Regions from separate parts of the Gossypium hirsutum genome. Here region 1 is linked to region 2. A link is a contact called in public Hi-C data. All regions are on one chromosome and are shown on one strand. Each heading gives the region's core, a stretch centred on a gene start, on an enhancer-like site or on the middle of the called end of the contact. The rest is flanking DNA. Distances are from core to core; before and after follow the strand shown.

Region 1 (7,373 bases), core at 1,020-3,519, 46 kb before region 2:
TTTAATTCAAATTTCATGAAATAACCTTATCATTCAATAAAGGGAAGACATTTTTCAATAGAAACAGGAAACAAAGTAAAAAGGATAAATACAAGCTGATCTAAAGCAATAAATAAGAAGTTAAAGGGCAAAAGGTACTCCCAATCGATGGTTAAAAGGTTTCCGTCTTTAATCTCTTATCCTTTAAAATTTGTTATGAATAAAATATTTAACTTTTGATAAAGTTTTTAAATATGTTTCTTTTGTAATATTTAATTAATTAAAATATTTAAAAAAGTTGATGTTTTTATTGAAATAGAGAGTATAATTTTTTTGAAAAAAAAAGTTTTTAAAATATTTTAAGAAAATAACTTCTCTAGAAACAAAGGGAATTTTTTTTTTTAGTTTAGGTAACAATGTTTAAATTTTGTAAAAAAAAAAAAAAACAACAGAAGTACATTGATACAATAAAACCATGTAGTTGTAATACTATGTGTGTACAATGATAGAAATTACATGAGCTTTAGTCTGAGCTCTGGTGTAGCCAGTATGGCATTTATTGTTTTACCATATGTACTTGTCATACTATGTATGTACATTGATACAAATTACAATCTGAAATTTTTAATAAATAAACATAAATGAAGATCTCGAAATCACCCTAGTAATTTACGTACAAATGTATCATCTCCACCCGGGCCGTAAGTAGAAACTACTGTATATCTAACTGCACACCTTCACCTCAACAAACTATAGAAACCATTGATAATTTTATGTACACCTTTTTTTACCCCATATGTATAATCCCATGCTTTCTTTAGTCAGTTTCAGTAAAACCCGGGAGATTAAGTTTTTGATCATACTGCATCATTGGATTCCATTGATGTGGACTAGAATCACTGTTTTCCAAATGGTTTGATCTATAAAAGTTCATTTCACTGCAATCTTTCTCAGTATTCTTGAGCTTCTTACAGCTGGTTGGGACAAAACTACCTTCCTCCATGGACTCTCTTTTCAAAGGGTTAAACAGGTTTTGTAGGAACGAAAATGAAATCTGCATGTTGTTGTTGCCAGAATTGGCTTCCTGGAGGGAAGTGCAAGATTTGTAACTGCTTTGGAAGCTAATGCTGGAGGTTGTGTCAAAGCAAGGAAGGTCTTGAGATGCAAAAATGTAAGGCAACATAGGGCAGTCATTGAATAGGTAGGTTTTGCCGATATCAACGTTGTGGTTTGTGTTGGAAGGCCATGGCTCAATGGAATTGGGGACATAGAAGCTATCAGCTGGTTCATGACTGCTAATATTTCTATCTTCCCAACTGTTCCTTTGTATGCTGGCTTTTTGCCTCACTCGACAAAGCACCCAATCATCTAACTGTTAACATAAAAAAAAAAAAGAAAAGAAAATCGATTATCATCATTCATAATTCATCACATAAATTAGCTATACGGTCCACATGGTCTTAGTTGTTACCCTCATAGATCCGTTTCGTTTGGGAGTCCAAATCATGGTTTCAAGCAGCCTATACTCGTGCATGATCCACTCTGTCTTAGTCCCTTTAGGTGGACGTCCTTTGTAGAATACCAGAGCTTTCTTCACTCCAATACTCTTGGTTCCACACAACGTTAGGATCGGTCTATCCGTCCCCGTCGCCTTCCAATACCCCGAAGCTGCCGCTCTATTAGGCCTCGCCCCGTTCGGATACTTCCGGTCTCTTGGAGAGAAAAAAAACCATTCATCTTCTCCAAACAAAGCTTTAACTATAGATAGATAGATAGATAGATAGATCACAAATAAACAAACCAGATAGAGCTAATCAGTACAGTTTACAAGAACCCTTTCTAATTAGTATACATATGCATATACATACTTGGAAGCTCCCATGGATTATATTTGTATAAATCAATCTCAGCTATAATAGAAGCTGGAAGAGGGTTGGAAGTCACTTTGTTTTTCAAGTAATGAACTATGAGCTCTTCATCAGAAGGGTGGAATCTAAAACCAGGAGGAAGCTGGATCTCTGATGAGTTATTACCAGCAGCTGGTATTTCCTCCATTGAAGAGCCACCCAACATTATTATTACTATTATTCTTGGAGTTGGAGGTGATGATCAAATAATGGATGAAAAATTAAAAAGAAAAAAAAAAGAAAAAAGAAAAGAAAAAGAACCCTAGGGATTAATGGTCTCTCCACCGATACTATCGAATGGAAATAGTTGTAAATATAGGAAGAGTACCGTGCAAAGATTATATAGGGTGGTTCCTCTACATATATCTCCATGCAGATGTGGACGTTGCTTAAGGCTATTAATAAAAAAAAATGGCTAAAAAAACCTATTTGTAAAATTTCATGGAAAGAGATTGGAAAGCTACGGATTTGTCCATATATTTGAACCCTGTTTGGAACAGAAATTCTTGGATAGACATGTTTTGTCACAATGTGTATGCCAAACCGGTTCCAAGTACTTCACGTCATCATAACATAACTAGGCCAAATCTACAACTGATTTCAGCAGTCAGTCATGTATATATATTAGGGTTGGAACCTAAGGCCCCCAGTGTATTGGAGCCCCCCTTTGATATTGTCTGCTAATGCTAAGTGCCAATGTATTGGCTTATTTTACGAGACATGAGAATAATGAACTTACAAAGGATAATTACCTCATTTCGATCATGTTTTTGTGACACTTGTCTTGATTAGCTTAACCAATTTAGGGGCCACCTTTAAAATCTTACAAATTTAAGTTAAGTTTATACTTTGATTGTCTAAGAATAATAAAATTATGATTATCAAATTTATAATTTGATTTTGCCCCAAGATTTTTTCGCTTAACCCCATAACCATTTGCCGATCAAGAGGCTACAGAGAAATAATAATAATAATTCCAAAAATCGAGGTGACCGGAAGGAATACTAATTCCAAAATTTGAGTGTTATATATGGACAAAAGAGCATTTGTAAAATGGACTGGCAAATAGATTTTTGCAATTATTATTGCTCCATACGAGGAACAAGAGTGATTGGACCTTAAACTTAAAAAAAAAAGTGATTGGACCTTAAATAAGTTGTCTTGATATACATATTAAATAAAAATATTTTGATGATAAGATGTTTATTTAAAGTGAAAATTGTTGAACAAGCGTCGGTTATGACATTGCCAGCATGACCAAAGAATGACTGTCGACCATAAACAATTTATGGCTAAATCTACTTTGTATGCAAATGGGCAATTATGCAATATCTTATTTTGATTGAGCTTAATCTTCATCTTTCTAATTTCATACATAATTTGTCCTACGCTTGATCCATTTATATACTTTGGCTCTACCCGCCACTTCCGTCTATACTTGTTTCTATCTCGAATGCTTCATTGAAATAATTTTATTTTTTAATTTTAATTTAGTTTGATTTAATTTGAATTTAAATAATTTAAATTGTGAGTAAAAATATATTTTAAAGAATTTTTTTATTAACATTAATATTTTAGAGTAAAATACTAATGTTAACATATTTTTAAAATATTTTATAATGCAAACAGTGAAAATGAGTGAATCCAACCAAATTTGAGTCCAAACATGAAAAGATTTCAGAATTATGTATCAAAATTTAATTAAATTTTTTAGGTCTAAAATCAATAATTGCAAGTAGAAATTGAGTAGTGTCAGAAGTAGTGCTACAAGCAGTGTCCATTACTTCAGGCATTGGTGAAGAATAAAGTAGAAAAACAATATACTCTTGATATGTTTCCACAATTCAGTTTCCCTATATCTATAAGGCCTTGCATAGAGAGATATTGCATTATTTAACACCTCATACAACAAGTGGTTACAATCATTGACAACCACTAGATTAACAACCTCAATTTGGTACCTAAGATCTAGATTACTCTCCTTTAAGTTTTCCCCTAAAAATTTAGGATAAAAACCAAGTGACTCACTTTATTACTTACAAAATGCATTCTAAAAAATAAGTTCTAAATTACAAAATAAGTGTTAAAATTCTCCACACTTTTTACATACGCAAGCCTTTTAATATATAAGAGTTTAATGCTTGTTAAGATAATGATTAATTACAATCAATCTTCCCATCAAAATAGCAAGATAATCAGTAAAGATAATATCTTCAACATGAGCATGATAAGTCTTCAAATCTTTAGGATATGTTATTAAGTTACCCAATTCAGTCTTCTTAAAACAGGGAACTTGATTTGTTTGATCCAGTCCAAACCAAATGTAACATTCGCTACCTGATCCAATCATTAAGTCCGGATATCGGATGCTACACTAACTAGAATGACTTGACAAATTTTCTGTTTCAATTTAATTACATACTTAAACAACTTGAATTTGAACTTCTAATTGAAATTACAACTCGTATCAACTGGAAATAAATCTCTTAAGACTTTGAATCTGACGGATGTTTACAAATTTTGGATAAAGATTTGATAACATATATATATAGACAACTCAAACCCTGAGGCAAGACCTCTATGGGTACCCTTTATACACATGCATAGTTATTGCTTTTTGCCTAGCTCCCAATGAAGTCTGACTTGGTCCCTCTCAATTTTTGAATCTTTAACTGACCTGTATTTGAGTAGAAAACTTATAAGTTCTAGCGAACTTAATGAGATCCGCATATAGAAATTAAGAAAAAATATTGAGGCATTAGATCATATTTTAACTCCTTGATAATTGCATTCAATATTTCTAGTGGGCAATGCTTGGCGACTGCCCCAGTGATTTTTACATTTGCGTCTTTTTCAAATTTCAATGTCTTCACTGCCTTGAAGTACTAGGGCTCACTAACAGCACCAAAACCCTTGCTCCGTTGATCTATTTCTAAGGGAAACTTTTTAGGACATGCAGTTCCTACCTTTGGAAGCTCAACAAGATCTCTGCCATTCTCCATAGTTATGTCGGACCTTCACTTTCTACTATCCATTGGCGGACTTGGTTGGCCATATGTTCCCTCTCTTGAAAACATTGATCAGCCTATTAAATTCTTTGACTGATTTTTTATCAACTTACAAAATATAACTGTGTCCCACTGTGGATCAATTCGTTGTTGTTTAAATCGTGTGGAATCCACAACTTTCTTGGTAGACTAGTATTTGTGTATACCATGTTTACCTCATTACCAGAGGAGTTTCCTTTCCCTTTTCACTCTATCTAAGATTGAGACATAACCTTGGCACCCCTCATTAATCTGATGGCCTATGTTCCTTAGGCACACCAATTAATTTCTTCTTGTAACTTGTCATTCCATTAACACCGGGAACTCTATTTTCACCCTTGAAGTCCTTCATAAACTATAGATTTTTTGAGTATGGTCTCCATGTCTAGCTTTCTAGTAGATTTCTTGTGTTTACCAACCTGGTGAACTACCTTATGTTTATTGTCCCAGCGGGCTATCCTATGTTTACTGTCCCGGCAGACTATCCCGTGTTTATTATTTTGGTGGACTATCTATGATGTCATAGCGTTTTCCAGCTATGGTCTTACTAATTTCTATCATGATGCCATAACATCTTTCAACTACGGTCTTACACAATGTAACCCCATATTTACCGTCCCAGCGGACCAACAACGGATGCCATAACATCTTTCAACTAAGGTCTTATTCCTATTTACTATTTAAATATGCTTTCATATGAAGCCATATCATCTTCCAACTATGATCTTACTCATTTTTATTATGATATTATAACATCTTTCAGCTATGGTCTTACTCATTTTAGGTGTATAGCCTCCGATCGGACTCATTGCCCCGCCATGATTTTTTTCTCACTTATCCAGTCGCAATCCTTTCATTCCTCCAATTCACCATTCTTAGGCCTTGATACTCGAACACCGTAGTGTCCCATCTGCAAGGCTCAGAGCTTCACACATCACAGGTTCACACAGCAACACCTTATGACGGTAGCTAATAGAATTTCCCTTTTTCCCATTCCTAACTCCGTCTAACCCCTTGGTAGTTTTCCTTTCATAACATGCATACAATACAACACATCATTATGCAATTCATTACGTCAGATATCTATTTAACAATCATTTACTAATACAATAAGAAATTAGCTTGACAATTTTCACACTACAACATTAGCAACTAGAAGGCAGACTGCATATACTCACTTGGTTTTCTTATCCTTGACAGCTTAGTTAGTCCAAACGCCAAAGCCTCCTTTGTCCTGGTGGCTAAGCATGATAACCATATTTTGATTAAACCAATGGTGGTAAACTCTTAGTAACCCAGAACCTTAAATTATAAAAAAGCTTTGAGGGTCTCAATATACTTCTTTCTTTAGTACCCAAACTCAGAGGGAGATAGGGAGACTTACCAGTTCCTCCATATTTCCATTATCAGCCTTAAACTTACACCTATGTTATTGTATGCAGAGCTTCCTTCACCCGCATCCCTCGTCTTTTTCAGGACGACTAAAGAAGATGATACTATGGAGAGGAGAAAATTTATCAACAAAATTCAAAAAATTTTACTACCCTCAAGCCTTATATATATACTCCTTAGGCACGGTCTTCACTAGCTATCTCCACCATCAATTTTTAATCATTTTGTCTCCCACTTTGGAACTTATCGGTTCCAATCTGACTTAACTGGGGTTGAGATCCAACTATTCAAAATATAGCCACTAAATTCCCAGATTTCCCAATATAGTCCAACAATTTACTAGTCCTTTTAATTTAATCCTAACTTTTCCAATTTTTTGGTCAATTAAGGTAACCGAGTGTTACACCAAATTTCAAGATATGTTCATATAGTAGGCTTGAATATTACCCATAGGCTTATACACATCCACATAATGAGCAAAGATCACAATCCAAATATTTGTTAACTAAAAAATGCCAACTTTATATAAGGCAAGTTATAAGGTTGAGCAATACCTTGAGCAGTGCCAGACACAATGGGCACTGATCATGCACTGCTCTAGGCATTCCTCTCATAACTTTCTCAACAATAAAATCTCTATTAAGGTTGAACAAGCCTTCCATGTTTAAAGAACAAATCTAGCTCCACTAAAGAAAACTTCAATCCATCATGATTTGCCCAAATCTCATAAAAACAATTACCTTTTATATAGGAATACAAAAGGTCATAAAGTCAACTGATCGCGATTTTCGTGATGACAGGTTTTAAATATTTATAAAGAATCATTCTTGAAACTATCTATTATCACGATGTAGGCAAGTGTACCTATCGAACAGTAGTATAGTTTTAGCAAGACCGGATTGTCGAACCCAAAGGAACTAAAAGTACTAGTAATGACTATCTTTTTATTATCTAGCCTAAGAATAAGGGGGTTTTGTTTTAACTAACTAATTATCTAAACTCAGAATTCACAGAAAATAGAATTGGAGAATTACTTTTGGAAAAATGA
Region 2 (7,397 bases), core at 4,174-6,673:
AAGAATATGGTAAATTCATCTAATTATTAGTAAAAAATAATATTTAATTATTTGATTTTTTTTCTCATCACTAACTATTAAAGGGCTGATGGAGAAATAATGTAATAGCTTTTAAATTTGGCATAATAACAAATTCAATCCTCAATGTTTTTATATTGTTTCAATTTTAGTCTTATTTTTTAAAATTTAACCTTCAACATTTACAATTACATAATTTTATCATATTTTTTATATGAAAATATAATTCAATATAGAATGTGTAAATTAGAAATGGAAACAATTTTTTTTTTAAAATTATGTTTATAATTAAACTAGACAATCCCCACATATATTTTTTCCTTATATTTCAAATCGTTAAAGAGAGAACAAATGAAGACTAAGTCATCTCAATCTCTAGTGTTCAATCCAAGGGCGGGAATAAGAGTATCAAGAGAAGAATGATAAAATGTGAAATTATGATTATGAATTTTTAAGTGTTTTCGCAAATTTTGATTCTTATTTTTGTTCAAAAAATTCTTTTTACTTAATCTTAGTTCAAGATTTTTAAAAAGTTATTCAAATTTCAAGTCACTAAGAACTCGTCCTTAAAGGGTCTATTAAAGCTATTAATTGAGTTTATTAGGAAATCTTTCATGGAAATTCAATTGAACGCTTAGTCACATTCCATCCGCTTTTATCTTTCCATCAATTTTGGTCTTCTTGTTTTCTTTCATTCTATCATTATTACTTGTGTTTCTCATCTTCTCTTTGTTGTTTTCAGGTCTTAAAACACCCTTACTTGCTGTCCAAACCGTAGGACTTAATTTAGAGGCTCCAGATTTAATTAAAAAAAAAATCTTCTAAAGTTCGAAACAACTTTAAATCCTCTTGGGATTATGTGGGTGTTGCTCCTAGATCACGGTTTAATAACAACAATCTCATTTGATAATACGAAAACCTTAACATATCAATGTAAAAAAAAAACTATTAAGTTTTTTTTACCAAAAATTGTAGTTTTTAAAAGAAAATTAAGAAAATTAAGAAATTTAATCATTTTGGTACAAATTTTAATTTTTTTTCCATGAGATTTTTTTTCATTTTTTTTAAAACTTTACTTTTTTTGGAATTTTTTGAATTTTTAGAATTATTTCACATCAAGAGACATGATATTTTTCTATCCTGCCATGTCGTCATTGACTTTTGATATTTGTCAATGGACCAAAGCGATAAAAATGAAGAATTTGGTGACTATTTTTTATCAGTTTTTAAGAGGTTATGGACAATTTTGAAGGTTAGTGTTGATGTGAACTTTGAATCCATTTTCATCACATATCGTTTATCTTTTATACATAAATCTTAAATTTGATCTGACTTTAAAAAAATGAAAATTGATAACTAAATATTGGTTTTGTGAAATCCTCCAATATATATATATATATATATATGATGTGATACTTTATTTAAGTAGAATTTAGATGAACGGTTAGGCGCGATATAATGTGTTTAATTTATTTATTTTATCTTATACTATAATATTTAACCTTATTATTATTATTATTTTTACATTAACTTACTGTTGATCCAAACTAAGCTTTAAATAAATTTTTTTAGATGGAGGATGAGATTAGATTTCTACATAATTACAATATAACATTTTCTGATATGACTTGGGAAAATAATAATTATGGAGGTCTACTGAGTATGACAATTTTAAGATTTAATAAATAATAGCCCCCACGTTTTTCACCATGCCATGCATGCTTCATTGAATAGTAGGGAGGAAAAGGTTCATCCCATCTATATCTCATATACCACAAATAATGAAAAGGAATTTATTTAATTGAAGTCTGATTTCCTAACTAATTAATTTCATCAAGAATTTATTTATATTTAGTATTTTAATAATTATGATTTTTTATAAATGTAATAAGTACAAGTATAAGTTCAAACAATTACAGATATTAAATTAATATAAATAAATTATCTGAATAACCACAAAATATAATTAAATTATTACAATATAAACATATTATAATATGATTCAATCTAAATTAAAACTAGAGATGTAGACGTATAATTCTTCAAAATTTCTTATCATAAGTTGCACATCCAACATGTGATGCTCGCATTGTGGGACCCTGGACCCAAGTTTTGGGAACTGGGTCATAAGGAATTAGATGCTTCACGTATATATTACCTTATTGAAAATGAAATCCAAGAATTTTGATTAAATTTCAAAATAAGTAAATATTAGTAGTTCATAATTGAATTACATTTATTACAATTGAAAATATCTTCCAATCACTAGTGTTTTGATTCAAACAACACTTCGACAACCCAAACTGAAAATTAAAGCTAAGTAATTAGAATAATATAGACTATTTCACCAACTAATAAAAATTTTCTTTTTTAATAAAACAAAAAGTTTTCAACATTTATTTCTTTTAAGTACATTTAATAACTATTAACTTTTTACTTGAATATGATTACTTAGTAGATAACTGTGGAAATATTAAGTTTATTTTATTTTTCAAATAATTATTTCATCATTTTATTAAAAATTAAAATATTCAAAATTTGTCTTTTAACTTTTATCCAAGATTATTTTAAATAAAATAAATAATATTATATTAATAATATTAAAATTATGAAACAATTGATTTTTCAAAAATTAAGATTTACTATTACTCTACAAAATAAGCATATTTTATATTTTATTTTTATTAATCTACCAAACAATTTTATAATATAAATTTAGTGCTTATAATAAAATTCAGTGCTAAAAATTTAATATTTAATTTTTCAGCGCTTAACTTTTCAGTTTATCAAGCACACTTTAAGACTAACCAAATTAAAATCCATATATGGTGGGACTCAAAGACCTACACATATAATTGTTCATGATGAATCTTGAATCTTAATACTTAAAAACTAGAGCCTGCACCATTACCAACTATTTCAAAGTCAAACTCGTTAATGCTCACTCTCAAATATCATCAATGGAACCGTAAATGAGAATTTTCACTTCATATCATCCATTTCTTTTGGACATAACTGTATCATCCGATACTAGAAAGTATTAACTTAAAAATTGTGTTAAAAAGGAAAATAAAAAACCCAAAGTATAGCAATAATTTCTTTCAAAATATAATGTTTTTACTCATATATATATATAACCACAAGTAAAAATTTCATTCATCCAAAGCTGACACTAAAACCGGAAATAAAAGAGATGATGAATCCAAACAAGTTACAAGAAAGTAAATAAAACAACATGCCAAAAAATAGGCAAACTAAAGGAAAAAAAAAGTAAATAAAAGAAACATAAACCTAAAAAAGTCAAACATCCAAACCTGATTTCAACCCTTTCGAGTTAAAATGCATAAAAATTTAAGTTATAAAAATCAGAAGTCGGGGTTAAAAGCTATGATCTATCTCCATCTTTTCATCATTTGTAGATGTTAGTCACTAAAACTTGCCTAGTGTGTTTGTGGTGATATAACTTGTACAAGAGCAAGATTGATAGAGCTATAAACTCTTTATATCATTAAGCAAAACAACACATGAGGCAAAATGAAAAAAGAAGAAGAAGAAAGGAAACAAACTTCTTCAACACCTATAAGTCTTATTGTTTCATAGGTCCTTGAACAAAAGTAAAAACCTAAAACTTGAGAGAGAAAACTCTTGAAAAACAAAGATTAAAGAAGGAAGAAGCAAACAAAAAAACAGTCTTGAAAATCAAAATCCAATGAATCAAAAATTAGGGAAAAAAAAAGCAAGGCTCCACTTTGTTTGACTGAATCAAAAAAATCACACAATAAGGACATTACTTACACTATACAATGTTCAAAGGGAACTATCCAAATAAAAGCTTATCACTTGCTCTCGCAAAAATTCGAACCCAAATAAGTTTTATGGATGAACCACATTTGATCATCAAACTAAAACAAGAAAGTTTTAAAAAGATGTTATTAATAGTTTATAAATTTCTAATAGTATGCACACATTTATATTTATTTATTTAGATAAATAAATTACATATTTTTAATAATAATATTATAGAGAAATTATTTTTTGGAAGCTTTCCACCAAATCATCTATGGTCTATTTCAAATTATTTAATGACATTTTAGCAATTTTCTCCATGTCATTGACACATAATTTTAGTAACTTTTTTACCTTGAATCACGAACTCAAAACTTTGAACCTTAAACCTCGAACCTCGAACCTCGAACCTCGAACTTGAACCTTGAACCCCAAACCCAAGGTTGGGTTTAGGGTTCAAGGTTCAAGGTTAGTATTAGGATTTAGATTTCATGGTTCGGGGCTTAGGTATAGGATTTAGGATTCATGGTTCAATGTTCAAGGTTCAAGTCCAAGGTCCAAGGTCCAAGGTCCAGGGTTCGGTGTTCAAGATTTATGATAAAAAAATTTCCAAAATTATATGTCAATGACATGGAAAAATTTGTTAAAATATCATTAAGTAGTTGAAAAGAGACCATTGATGACGTGGTGGGAAGGGTCCATAAAATAATTTTTCTATTATTATAATTAGGTCCACTTTGGTACTTGTACTTTTTTTATCGACTTTGGTACTTGAACTTAGTAATTAGATTTATTTTGGTCCCTAAAATTGAAAAATATAAAATTTTAATGATGCGACACCTTGATACGTGTCAGACCATTACTTGAAAATTGAAAAAAAATTATATAAATTTTCAGGTAATGACGTAGTACAATAAAGTATCATAAAAAGTGTTCTAATAACCAGACTAGTCGTTGAATCAAATAGATTACTGGTTCCTAATTCAATCGGTTTGATCGATTAACTGCTAGACAAATAATAATTAAATAGATAATTAAAAATTCATAAAAATTTTTAAAAAATATTAATCTGATTCAACTATCATTTTTTGTCTCAATATTCTATTTTTATCAGTTTCGAACAGTTTTTTATTCAATAAATTCAATTTTTTTGTTTGGACTAGGGTATCAGTCAGTTTTTTATCCAATCCAGCCCAATTGACCAATCCAGTCATATCCCAAAAGCATTAATCACATTATCAAATATTGATGAAATTTAAATTTAAATATTAAAATAAACCCGATTGCCAAGTTCAAGTACCAAAGTAAAAAAAACTACAAATGCCTAATAATAATAATAATAATAATAATAATAAAAATAAAAGGTGACTACATTGATATGAGTGGCAACATATATACATAATAGACTTTTGTTGTATAAGAAAGAGTACGATGATAAACATTTGATGTTTTGGATTGAATTTGATAAAAAAGAAAAAACATTGAGACGATTTACTTTCTCATTTAAAAATCAAATCACCCGTCTTGGAAGTTAGTAAGCCGAATACTATGGGATGTGGGGAAGAAAAACAAAGGATGAGAATGTAGGTGTGAGTAGGAAGATGCAGTGGAAGACTTGATGAGGGATGCTGATGCTGGAGGAGGGTGCAGCATCTGAATCACAATTCAAATCTGGGTCCCTCTTCCCAGACAAGTATCACGGACCGTCCTTTCACTTCTCAGTAATCCCTCCCCTCGGCCCCTTTCTTTATCTATCTCTTCCTTCTTACCCCTAAATCCAATCTGCTCTTACTTTTAATTATGGTTTAATCATTTCATGCGTAAATAAACTGCTCAAAACTGGCTGTAAAGGCATTTCCCTTTTAACCCAATCTTCACCCCGCCCTTTTTCATACACTCTCATCACTACACAAACACACCCCAAACCAAATCCCTTTCATTTCACCTTTGTTCTTCCTTTTCTATCACTAAACTAAATAAATACCATCCATTTCTCTTTCTTTTATACCTATTATTACTCTATTCTAGTAGCTTTTAGCCTTTTACTTGGCTACTACTACAAATACTATTAATATATTTACATATTTTTAAACTAGCCTACGTAATTTGAGCTCAAAAGGTAGCTACAACAACTACAAAAACACACACAAAAATCAATATGTTTTCACCTCAGCAGCAGCTGGTCTCTCAATAGCAGCAGTTTGGTCGCTTTCTTGCACACACAAAAGCAAATTTCAACAACCGTGTATTTGTGTATGAAAAAGAAAGTTGGGGGGGAAGGGGTGACGGTGTTGCCTATCTACATCAATGGCTGACGAGACCGACTTTAAAGATATGGGTAAATATAGAAATGGAGGACGTAGTTGAATAGTGTAAGAAAAAAAAAGATAAAAGAGAGAAACACAGAGATATTCTCTTCAGTAATCATAGATTTTGTTGTTTTTCTTTTGAAATCAAATTAAAAAAAAAACCAGATCTCTGTAAGAAGAGTAATCTGTTTGTGTTTGGAGATTCCTTGTTCTCTTATGTTTTGAACTCGTTTTTTTAGCCGTTTTGAAAGCTAGTTGTTTTCTTATAACTAATTCTCATAACTATCAGTTTTGGGGGAAAAAGATGTCTGGTGATGGGTTTTCTTTACCTGTTTCAATAGGAGGGTTTGTTCATCAAGAACAAAATAATACAAACCCGAACAAAATAATACAAACCCTAACCCTAAATCCAATCCCGTTAAGAAGAAGAGAAATCTTCCAGGAAATCCAGGTAAGTTTGCTTGATCAATTCTTTTTTTTTCTCTCTCTCTTTTGATGATACCCTTTTCTTTGTTTTTATTGATGAACCGATTTATTCCAGTAATTAATTAATTAATTAATTAATGTTCTTTTATTTGTCACGTAACAGATCCAGATGCTGAAGTTATTGCTCTATCTCCCAAAACTCTCATGGCTACCAACAGATTCATATGTGAAATATGCAACAAAGGCTTCCAACGAGACCAAAACTTGCAGCTTCATCGAAGGGGTCACAATCTTCCATGGAAGCTGAAGCAAAGAAACAACAAAGAACCAGTTAAGAAGAAGGTATACATTTGCCCCGAGAAAACCTGCGTCCACCATGATCCATCGAGAGCACTCGGTGACCTCACTGGGATAAAGAAGCATTTCAGCAGAAAACATGGAGAAAAGAAGTGGAAGTGTGAGAAATGTTCGAAGAAATACGCCGTTCAATCCGACTGGAAAGCTCACTCCAAAACTTGTGGTACTAGGGAGTACAAGTGTGACTGTGGGACACTGTTTTCCAGGTACATAAATGCTCATAATCATGTATATATATATGTGAGGACTTCCTAATGATTAGGTCATAAATGGTTAGTGTAATGAATTTGGGGTTGTTTTAATGCAAACAGAAAAGACAGCTTTATCACACATAGAGCTTTCTGTGACGCCTTAGCTGAAGAGAGTGCAAGATTCAGTTCCGTTGCTGGTGCAGCCACAAATCTAAATTTCAGAAACGATGTTGTGAATCTGCCTATTGGATTTGGTGGAATTCCTCAGTTTGGTTCCGGTTTTACACAAGATGTCAGTGGGATGACTGTA

What was found. A called contact is a pair of places that touch in the nucleus more often than the background predicts.
Region 1: a Hi-C map of leaf shows a contact between it and region 2, with 2.7 times the contacts expected there. The contact joins the promoter of LOC107949270 here to the enhancer-like site in region 2. A contact is called at or near these places in 10 of 34 Hi-C or Micro-C datasets (anther, callus, hypocotyl and 3 more).

Annotation. Positions count from the first base shown.
Region 1 is chrA04:68,510,372-68,517,744 of Gossypium_hirsutum_v2.1, reverse strand. It overlaps LOC107949270 (NAC domain-containing protein 1), which reads right to left and starts at 2,269. Exons shown (of 3, transcript XM_016883997.2): 1 at 1,848-2,269; 2 at 1,451-1,731; 3 at 439-1,351. The coding sequence starts at 2,052. The coding sequence ends at 797.
Region 2 is chrA04:68,467,932-68,475,328 of Gossypium_hirsutum_v2.1, reverse strand. It overlaps the pseudogene LOC107948313. Among protein-coding and RNA genes, the nearest start is that of LOC121228803, 34 kb to the left of the region's middle. Within about 2 kb of position 5,423, at least 2 of the 9 cell types and tissues checked have an H3K27ac peak or open chromatin away from gene starts, as enhancers often do. A contact at or near this core is called in leaf, where this site is marked.